2 separate regions of the Sus scrofa genome follow, and region 2 is linked to region 1. The links are chromatin contacts, called in public Hi-C maps. All regions are on one chromosome and are shown on one strand. The core of a region is the stretch at or near the end of the contact, and the rest is flanking DNA. Distances in the headings are between cores, read along the strand shown. Region 1 holds the start of MYL5 (myosin light chain 5). Region 2 holds the start of TMEM175 (endosomal/lysomomal potassium channel TMEM175).

Evidence for each region. A called contact is a pair of places that touch in the nucleus more often than the background predicts.
Region 2: a contact with region 1 is called in a Hi-C map of liver, with 4 times the contacts expected there. The contact joins the promoter of TMEM175 here to the promoter of MYL5 in region 1. A contact is called at or near these places in 1 of 47 Hi-C or Micro-C datasets (liver) and 1 of 2 datasets of contacts at active chromatin or transcription factors (alveolar macrophages).

Annotation. Positions count from the first base shown.
Region 1 is chr8:113,710-118,019 of Sscrofa11.1, reverse strand. MYL5 (myosin light chain 5) reads right to left here and starts at 2,034. Exons shown (of 7, transcript XM_021100822.1): 1 at 1,001-2,034; 2 at 363-470; 3 at 105-180. The coding sequence starts at 1,003.
Region 2 is chr8:293,350-297,659 of Sscrofa11.1, reverse strand. It overlaps TMEM175 (endosomal/lysomomal potassium channel TMEM175), which reads right to left and starts at 1,967. Exons shown (of 11, transcript XM_021100844.1): 1 at 1,406-1,967. It overlaps GAK (cyclin-G-associated kinase), which reads left to right and starts at 671. Exons shown (of 28, transcript XM_021100831.1): 1 at 671-950. The coding sequence starts at 806.

The sequences.
Region 1 (4,310 bases), core at 785-3,284:
TCAGATCAGGCTTCGGGGCCAGAGGCAGAGGGAGGCTCTCTGGGATTGGAGGACACTCCTGGGGGGGGGGGGGGCTGAGGCAGAGTTCTCCCCAGGGCACGTACCCAGGGAAGTGTAGGTGTCTTTCAGATCCTCCTTGTCAATGAAGCCATCTCGGTTCTGATCCATTAGTGTGAATGCCTGGAACCAAGGCCAGGGTCACTGGGCTGTCGGCCCGGCTGCACTGAATGAGGACAGGTGCCCCCGCATTGGCTCTGGATCCAGAATCATGCAGGGTCTTGTCACCTGCATTATGACTCCCAGGGGTCCCCTTGGGCAGGAGCTTCAGGGTGGAGGGTTCCTGGTCCCGAGTAGAACCTCACCTCCTTGAACTCCTGGATCTGGGTCTGCTCAAAGTTGGAGAAGACATTGGATGACGCCCTCTGGGCCCGCAGGGCACCCCCTTCCTTCTTCTTGGTCTTCCTGCTGGCCTGAGATGAGAACGCCAAGGCTGAGGGCCCCCCCAGCCTGCCTGAGGGTCTCCTCGGGGGCACCCAGGCATTTGGGAAACAATGCAGAGGTAAAGTGGATGGAGGCACTTGGGGCTCCAGGGGGCTCCCAAGCCCAGGTCTCTGGGCTGGAGCAGCTGCAAATGCTTGGCATGGTCAGAGGACTCCTTGAGGAGCACTGTGCCCCGGGTTCATCCTGAACTATGTCCTGCTCTTTCTGCCATCCAGCAAGGAGGACCAGGAGCAAACGAACCACGCAGATGGCCAGCGAGTGGATAGGCTCGTTCTGAGAGTCCCACTGGGGCGAAGCCCAGGACTCCCATCTCCCAGCCCCAGCTGTCACCAAGGCTGTCAAAGGGTGTAGATCTGCTCCCACCCTCAGCACATGCATACTCTCATATATGTGCACAAAGTCAACACACTCAGACAAAACTCACGCATGTGAGGTGCCCACAGCCACGCATGCACATCATGTACAAACACACACACAAGTGTGCACACAGCACACTCACCATGCCTGGATCTGCCTGGTGGGATGGTCTGTGCCCTCCGTGCCCATGACACCTGTCTTAAGCTCCTACCCAGTCCCCCAGGACAGCTCAGACTCCAGCCACCACTCCCTACAAGGGCAGGATCAAGGCTCCCCCAGGGACAACTGCAGAGTGAGCTTCGACAGCCAGCAGTGAGTCAGCTGCCCCATCCTTCCCCGCCCAACAGGCCCCCAGCCTCGAAGGCATTTCCTCACCTGCCCCTCACCCTGGAGCCTTTGCTCTTGTAGATTCTGTGCATCGCCAGGGCCACCTGCATGTGGGCCAATGGCCTGAAGCTGCAGAAGCCAGAGGAAGGGACAAGGTCCCCAGGTTTGCTGTGAAAGGCCCTGGTGGCCAGTTACCAAGTGTTCTCCAGGCATGTTCTGTGTGCCCTCACCTTCCGCCTTGGTGGCAGAGATGTCCCAAGCCCTGACTCCAGCCCTGGGGCCACTCTTCCTGTCCCCTGGCAGGGAGCTCCTCGCCAGGCACTCCGTGGGGGATAACATTTCTGGGAGGAGGATGTTCCTTGGTGGTGGGGTGCAGAGCCTGGCGGGAAAGACGGGGGCCTGCAGGCCGAGCAGGAGGAGGAGGCAGTCGGGAGGCCCCAGTCTCACACCTGGAAAACAAGGTTCCCAGAGCCAGGTCTGGATGGGGTTGGGACGAGCGGCAATCTCTGATTGGTGGTCCCCAGGGTCACATCTCTGGACCACATGGCACCTGCTGCAGCTGGAAGATGAGGGCCCACACCTTCTATCTCCTGGTGCCCCTGAGGTGCTGCCATACGTGATCCCCAGGGCAGCTCGCCATTTGAGAAGCCTGGCCAGGAGTGTACGACCTGCCTGGAGGGACCTGGGAGTTCCCCAGGGACTCTGCCTGGAGAACCCCTGAAGGGCGAATGTGTGACAGAGACGGGGGTGGCCTGATCCTGGGCTGCACAGGCACCCCCACCGCTTCCAGCCAGGCAGGTCTGGACTGACCTTGGCTGGGCTGCAGGAGTGGGGAGTGCCACATCGAGTGGGGAAGGCCTGTGGGGTCTGTGTCCAGGAGACCTTGATTCGGGGACAGCCAGAAGAGGCTAGCTGAGCCCCTGGGGAGGCTTCCTGGGGCTGGCCTGGGGCTGAACACAGCACTAAAGATAGCCATGGAGCCTGGCTCCTAGGAGAATATCGGGATTCAGTATGGACAGCTGGCCCTGACAGGTGCAGGGGTGTCAGCAGGAGGGCCCTGGGTTCAGAGCCAGGTTGGACCCCCCCCCCGCCACGGTGTCTCCAGGAAGCCCCCTGGGCCAACATGGGCCTCCCCCTTCAGGGGGCTTTCCTGGGCAGTTCGGTGTGAGTTCCTGTGCCTGTGTGTGTCTCCCACTGGTCACCAACCTCCCAACCCCCTGCTGTGGAAGCTACTGGTATGCGACCCCCCCACCAACACTCTGGCCCCACCTTCAGCCCCAGAGACACTTATTTTTGATTCTGGAAACAGGAATTGCTGAGGAGTAGGTTTATTTTAAAATCCAGGGAAGGGAAGACACATTTGTCACTTGAGGTCATCTGCTCAACCCCTCAAGGGCAAGACTGGCATGCACGGGCTGGGGGTGTGGTGGTGGTGCTTAGCCTTGCCACATGACTGGCATGTTGGTAGTGGAGGCGTTTTGCTTTGTGCCCTGTGGGGTCAGCCTGTGCTTACAGCTTTTTCAGGGATCAATGAGTGTGAGTGTGCGTGTGCGTGTGCGTGTGTGTGTCGGGGGGGGGGGGGGCTGTTCATGAGGGCTTCTGCTCACCCCAGGCTCTGAAGAGGCCACCAGATGTCAGCCGGTGTCAGCCAGGAGTCTTCAGAGGGTTCAGAAAAGGGCCCAGCTGCCCTGTAGAGTCTGCCACAGTGTTCCCACTCCCAGTCTAGTTGATTTTCTCCTTTCTGGGTTGGGAGGCCCGGAGCCAGGACTCCCAGGAAGTGGGGAGGGAGGAGCCTCTGTCAGGCCCCTGGAGGCTGACCCAGGAATTCCTCGGTGCAGATTTACTGAACACCTGCTACACGCCCTGGGGTTTTCATCCCTGCATGCTATTCTCTTTACAATCATAGTTTCTCTTTGGAAAAAGTCCCCCCCCTGCAGTGCAGCCAGGACTCTTATGACCCCCTCCCCAAGCCCTGGCTCTCAAAGAGCACTTATGCCTGGAGCAGCACAGGGCCCAGGAGACGGGTGGTCCTCTCACCAGAGCCTCAGCCCCATTGCCATGGCAACTATGCCATTGTCAGCACAGGAGGCTCAGTTGGGAGGCTCTGTGGCCACCACTGCCTCTCTCTGGGGAGCGCCTCTGCACACCTGGACTGGCCAAGCTGTGTCTTCCCTGGGTGGCTGCAGAGCTAGAGGAGACTCCTTTGAAGGGGCAGAGTGCCCCACCAGTGCCACCTCTGCCTCCCTAGCAGAGGGCAGCCGAAGTGAGCACCAGGGCTTGTTGCACGTGGACCTCGAAGCTTGGGGCTGCATGGTTCTGAGGGCAGGAGTCAAGGAAAACCAGGGAGCAGGCTCTGCTAGGGTGGCCTTTCCTGTTACACCCCAGCCCCCTCTGCCAGAGAGGCTGCTGGGTTGAGGAAGCTCTAGTTCTGCTGGGGGGCTGGGACTTGGTGACTGGCGGAAGGGGGCACCCAAGGCAGTGCAGCCCCAGGAAGGGTTTATGAGGCCACGTGGTCTGCCTGGCCTGTGAGTTCTGAGGGGCTAGCAGCGGCCACCCCTTTCTGTTGAGAGCCATTCTGCACTCAGGTCACACTTTGTACCGGGACTCCAGATTCCCTGTGCAGAGCCTCGAGCCTCCTCCAGGGCCATCCTCAGGGCTGACCTGGGGCGGTCCCGGTAATGGACGGCCTGGACGTGGCTGGGGCCACCCTACAGCCCAGGACGTAAGGACCAAGAACAATTCATTTCGCACTTTGTAAGGTGGAATTGGATTTTTCAAACATTTGTACCTATCGCCTGCGGGTCTCCATTTGCACTCAAAATTGTCCAAAAACAGGAGTTTCTGTCGTGGCTCAGCGGAAACAAATCTGACTAGTATCCACGAGGACGCAGGTTCCACCCCTGGCCTCACTCAGTGGGTTAAGGATGTGGCATTGCTGTGGCTATGGCGTAGGCCAGCAGCTACAGCCCTGACTCGACCCCTAGCCTTGGAACTTCCATATGCTGTGGGCGCGGCCCTAAAAAACCCACCCCTCCCAAAAAAAAACCCCCCCAAAAAACCACAGCCCGAAAACGTCACTGGCTGCAGGAACCTGCGCCAGAAGGTAAGGCCACTGCGCACGCGCA
Region 2 (4,310 bases), core at 718-3,217, 180 kb before region 1:
CCACACCACAGCTCAGGGCAATGCCGGATCCTTAACCCACTGAGCAAGGGCAGGGACCGAACCCGCAACCTTATGGTTCCTAGTCGGATTCGTTAACCACTGCGCCACGACGGGAACTCCCGGAAAGAGACTTTTAATAGCTTGAAATTCTAGGAGGGTTAAGATGCTACCGGGGGCGGTGGCTCCATTTCTCCGTTTGGAGGTGAACACGCCAGACAAGAACCTACCGAAAGCGGCCGGCTGCCAAACGCGCCAAGGGGGTCAGGCAAGTGGCAGCGTCTTACCTGGGGGGGGGGGAAGCTCTAGGTGATGGGTCACACACGGGATTCTGGATCCAGTGCTGCCAGAAATGATTTTTCCACAGAAGCGTCAAAACTGAGCTTTTAAAATGATGCTTTTCGGTCTTTTATAGGCAACCAACTCAATAAATAGACGGACGCCGCGGGCCCCCCGGCGCTCGGCTTACACAGACCGGCTCTGCGCGGCCGGGCACCGGGAGCCCCTGGACACCAGCCTCCGCGGAAACCGCCGCGTGCAAACGGTTGGGCGCCGGGCTCCCTCCTCGAGCTCGGCGCCAGAAGCCCGTTACCCGGCCCACCCTCGCGTCCACGCCCAGCTCCGCGCACTCGCAGCCGCCCGGCGCGGCGGAAGTGACGCCCGGCGCTCTTCCGGCCAGCGACGCGCCCCCGCGCCTGCGTGGAGGCGTCGGGCGGAAGCGGTGCGGTCGCGGCCGGCGGTTGCCGAGTGGACCCGGACGCGGCTGTACGCTGAGCCCTCGGTCCGGCGCCCGCCGCGGGCCGCAGCCATGTCGCTGCTGCAGTCTGCGCTCGACTTCCTGGCGGGCCCGGGCTCCCTGGGGGGTGCTGCCGGCCGCGACCAGACTGACTTCGTGGGGCAGACGGTGGAAATGGGCGAGCTGCGGCTGCGAGTGCGGCGGGTCCTGGCGGAGGGTGAGGCGGGGGCCGGGGGCGCGCGGCCCGGGGCGCGGGGCAGGACCAGGCGGGCAGGGGGAGGGTCACGGCTGGCCGGAAGGCGACTGCCGAGGGGGAGGCCCGTGTGGGGTCGGGCACTTCCGTGTCGGAGGCTGGGGTCAGGCTGGGGCAAGGTGGTCGTGGCGGCAGGTGTAGGCTCACCTGAGGCTGGAGGAGAGGCTGTGTCGCTGGGAAGGAGTGGTGGGCCGGCGGGGGTTGGCGCGCGGGGCCTTAGCGGAAAGGAGGCAGGGGGACCCGCAAGACTAAAGGCTGGAGTCCCGAGGCACGCGCTGGGGCCGGGGGGTGGGTTATAAGTCGTCGAGGGCCGCGGTGGGACAGTGGACGTGGGGCTGGTCCTCTCAGGTTTCGGGACCTTAGGCGAGGGTGTTGGGACAGACAGCGCCGCGTCCTGTAGCCGGGGTTCCCCCTCTTACCATAGGAGCGTCTTCTGCCCCGGTCCTCTCTGGGCCCGAGCTGACCCGGCAGTTGGGATCCGTACAGAACCTCGCCGCGGGGCTGGTCAGTCTGTGGTCGGCTGTGTTGCTGCACGCTGTTTCTTGCTTCCTGCACCCCGCCTCCCTTCCTCACACAGAATTTCCCACCAGTGTTGGCGCGGTCCTGTTTCCTTGTCTGCGTTTTTCTGTTTTGTCCAGTGGGGATCACGCGGGCGTGTGAGCTTCCCCTAGCCGTGGCACGGTTGGCTTTGGGGCTGTGTTCCTTGCTTTAGCCTGCGTGAGGGAGTGGCTGCATGGACAGCTGCACATGGCTGTGGTTTCCCTCGGAGCTGTAGCTTCAGCCAGTCACTGCGGACATTCCTGCTGCCATTTGTGCTCAATTTCAGGTGGAACAATGGCTGGCTGTTTCCAAAGGCCTGAGGCGTGTTCTGCCCTTAGCATCCTCACACACATTGGCTCCACTGTCAGGAAGAGAGGAATTTGGAGGGTGATTTGGTGAGAAGATCTCAGGCTCTTCTTCAGAGCTAGTGACGTTCTGAAGTGTGGTATTCTTTCATATCTGGGGTAGAACGAGAGTTGCCCCCAGATCAAATCATTTATTCTGAAAATGCCAGGGAAGTATTTTGATTCTTTAAGAAATTCAGAGTGGAGAGTACGTGATTTCTGCCTTGTGGAACTTTAAATAAGACACATTTTCTGATGAACAAAGGACAGTGCAATGCAGGGGATTCCTCTGGTGGGATAGACGGTGGGCCCAGCTGAGATGGGAGGGGTGAGAATGCACCTCCTGCCAGGGGCAGGGCCAGTGCAGAAGGGGAGGGATGGGAAGTGGGTCACACAGAGAAGGAAGCTCGTGCCTGTGGCATAACACCCAGGATGAAGAACAAGGAAATGGAAGCAGCCACTGTGGTTGTGCAAAGCACCTGCTCCCCTTGTTGTCTAGACACACCAGGAGGTGCAAGGTGCCAGTGAGATTAGGAGCTGTAGATTTCCTCCCCTTGAACTGAACCGGCGGCTTGGCTTCAGTTTCTAAAGCTCGCGAAGCTCCTTTCTGAGCTGGAATGCTAAGAAACCTGTTGTTCCCATCAAGTAGCAACCGTAGAACCTAGACTGGGGGAATTCAGGCTGTCTTGTATAAATATGTGGAAAATCCCAAACCCAAAACCCTTGGGTACCTGTATTGACAATTTCAGAATTCTTCAGGTTCTAGGAAGAGCCTGTGTATTCTCTCTGAGCTGGCACGCCGCCAGGGCAGTTGGGAAAGTGTTGCATAACCAAGTGCATTCGTGTATCTGGAGTTAAGGGAGTGAGTCCTCACGGTGGGATAATTAAGTCTTCAGCTAGCCTCACATCAGTTCGTGTTAGGTGTTGCCCAAAATGACTTTATAATAGATCAAGTTTTGCTCTCAAATGATTTAGGGGAGGGAGTGCCCATTGTTGTTCAGCGGAAATGAATCTGACTAGCATCCATAAGGACACAGGTTCAATCCCTGGCCTCACTCAGTGGGTTAAGGATCCGGTGTTGCTGTGAGCTGTGGTGTCCTTCGCAGCTGCGGCTTGGATCTGGCCTTGCTGTGGCTGTGGTAGGTCGGCAGCTGCAGCTCCTATTCAACCTCTAGCTGGGAACCTCCATATGCTGCAGGTGCAGCCCCCAAAAAAACAAAAAAAAAATTAAGAAAAGATTTAGGGAAAAAACATTGGTTTTCATAGCTTTGACATGTGCACTTGTAGCCTGAAATGGGTTGTTGGGCAGAACTGTGGAGCCAGGTGATCTTTGCAAAATGTACTGTTAATTTTCACTTTAATTTAATTTTGTTTTGTTTTTTCAGGGCTGCACCCATGGCATATGGAAGTTCCCAGGCTAGGGGTCCAATCAGAACTGTAGCTGCCGGCCTGCACCACAGCTACGGCCTCAGCAATGCCAGATCCGGGCTGTGTCTGCCACCTACACCACAGCTCACAGCAACGCCGGATCCTTAACCCACTGAGCAAAGCCAGGGATCGAACCTGCATCCTCATGGATCATAGTTGGGTTTGTTAACCACTGAGCCATGAAGGGAACTCCTTCACTTTAATTTTAAAGCTAGTTATTGGGAGTGCCCACTCTGTCAGAAACACCCAGTCCAAGTGGACTGTAGGATACGTTCTGTGTGGCCTCTTGTCATGGATTCTGCCTGCTGCTGCTGCCTTCTGCTCGCGGGGTGGCTGGGATGGGCTGCTGCTGCTGCTGAGACGTGTCTTTGCCCTGCTGGCGGGCGGTCCACTCTGCAGGGGTGGCTCCACTCTGTGGATGCTGCTGTGAGGTGGGTGATGGTGCATGAGCAGCTCTCGGGAAATGGGTAGGTCTGGAGTCCGTGTGGTCAGAGGTTATGAACTCGAGTCCGCACCCGTTTGCTGGGACATTTGTGTGCACTGTGTGGGACCAGTGGTCTCGGGGAAACTCGATGTGGTTTCTGCTCAAGAATTCGCGTTCCCTCCGGGTCAGCCCTGGCCTGCGAAGCCGTGAGGGCACGCACACCCTACACCAGCTCCCGGGCCCCCAGTTGACAGTCCTGGCCCTCCACCTGCTGTCCTCTGGCTGCTGCCTGTGGCGGGCCCCCTCCCTTCTCCGCATGGTCTGTTGTGACCCAAGGTGCCAGGACCTAGGGGCAGTCGAAGGCGTTGTGATAGTCAGGGCTCTTGGCTGCAGGTCTCGGATGGCGCTGAGGTTGGTGTGAGGGGGGGAGAGGCTCTGGGCCTCCTCGGCGGGGCCCACCTCCAGGGCCTTGGGGCAGATCGTAAAGGCCCGTCAGGCTGTGGTGGGTGGCCTGCCCCTCTTTCCCCCAGGAAGTGCGGCTGGTTTCGGTGTTGGGGTGTCTCCTCCCTGGACCCTTGGGGTCTTGGC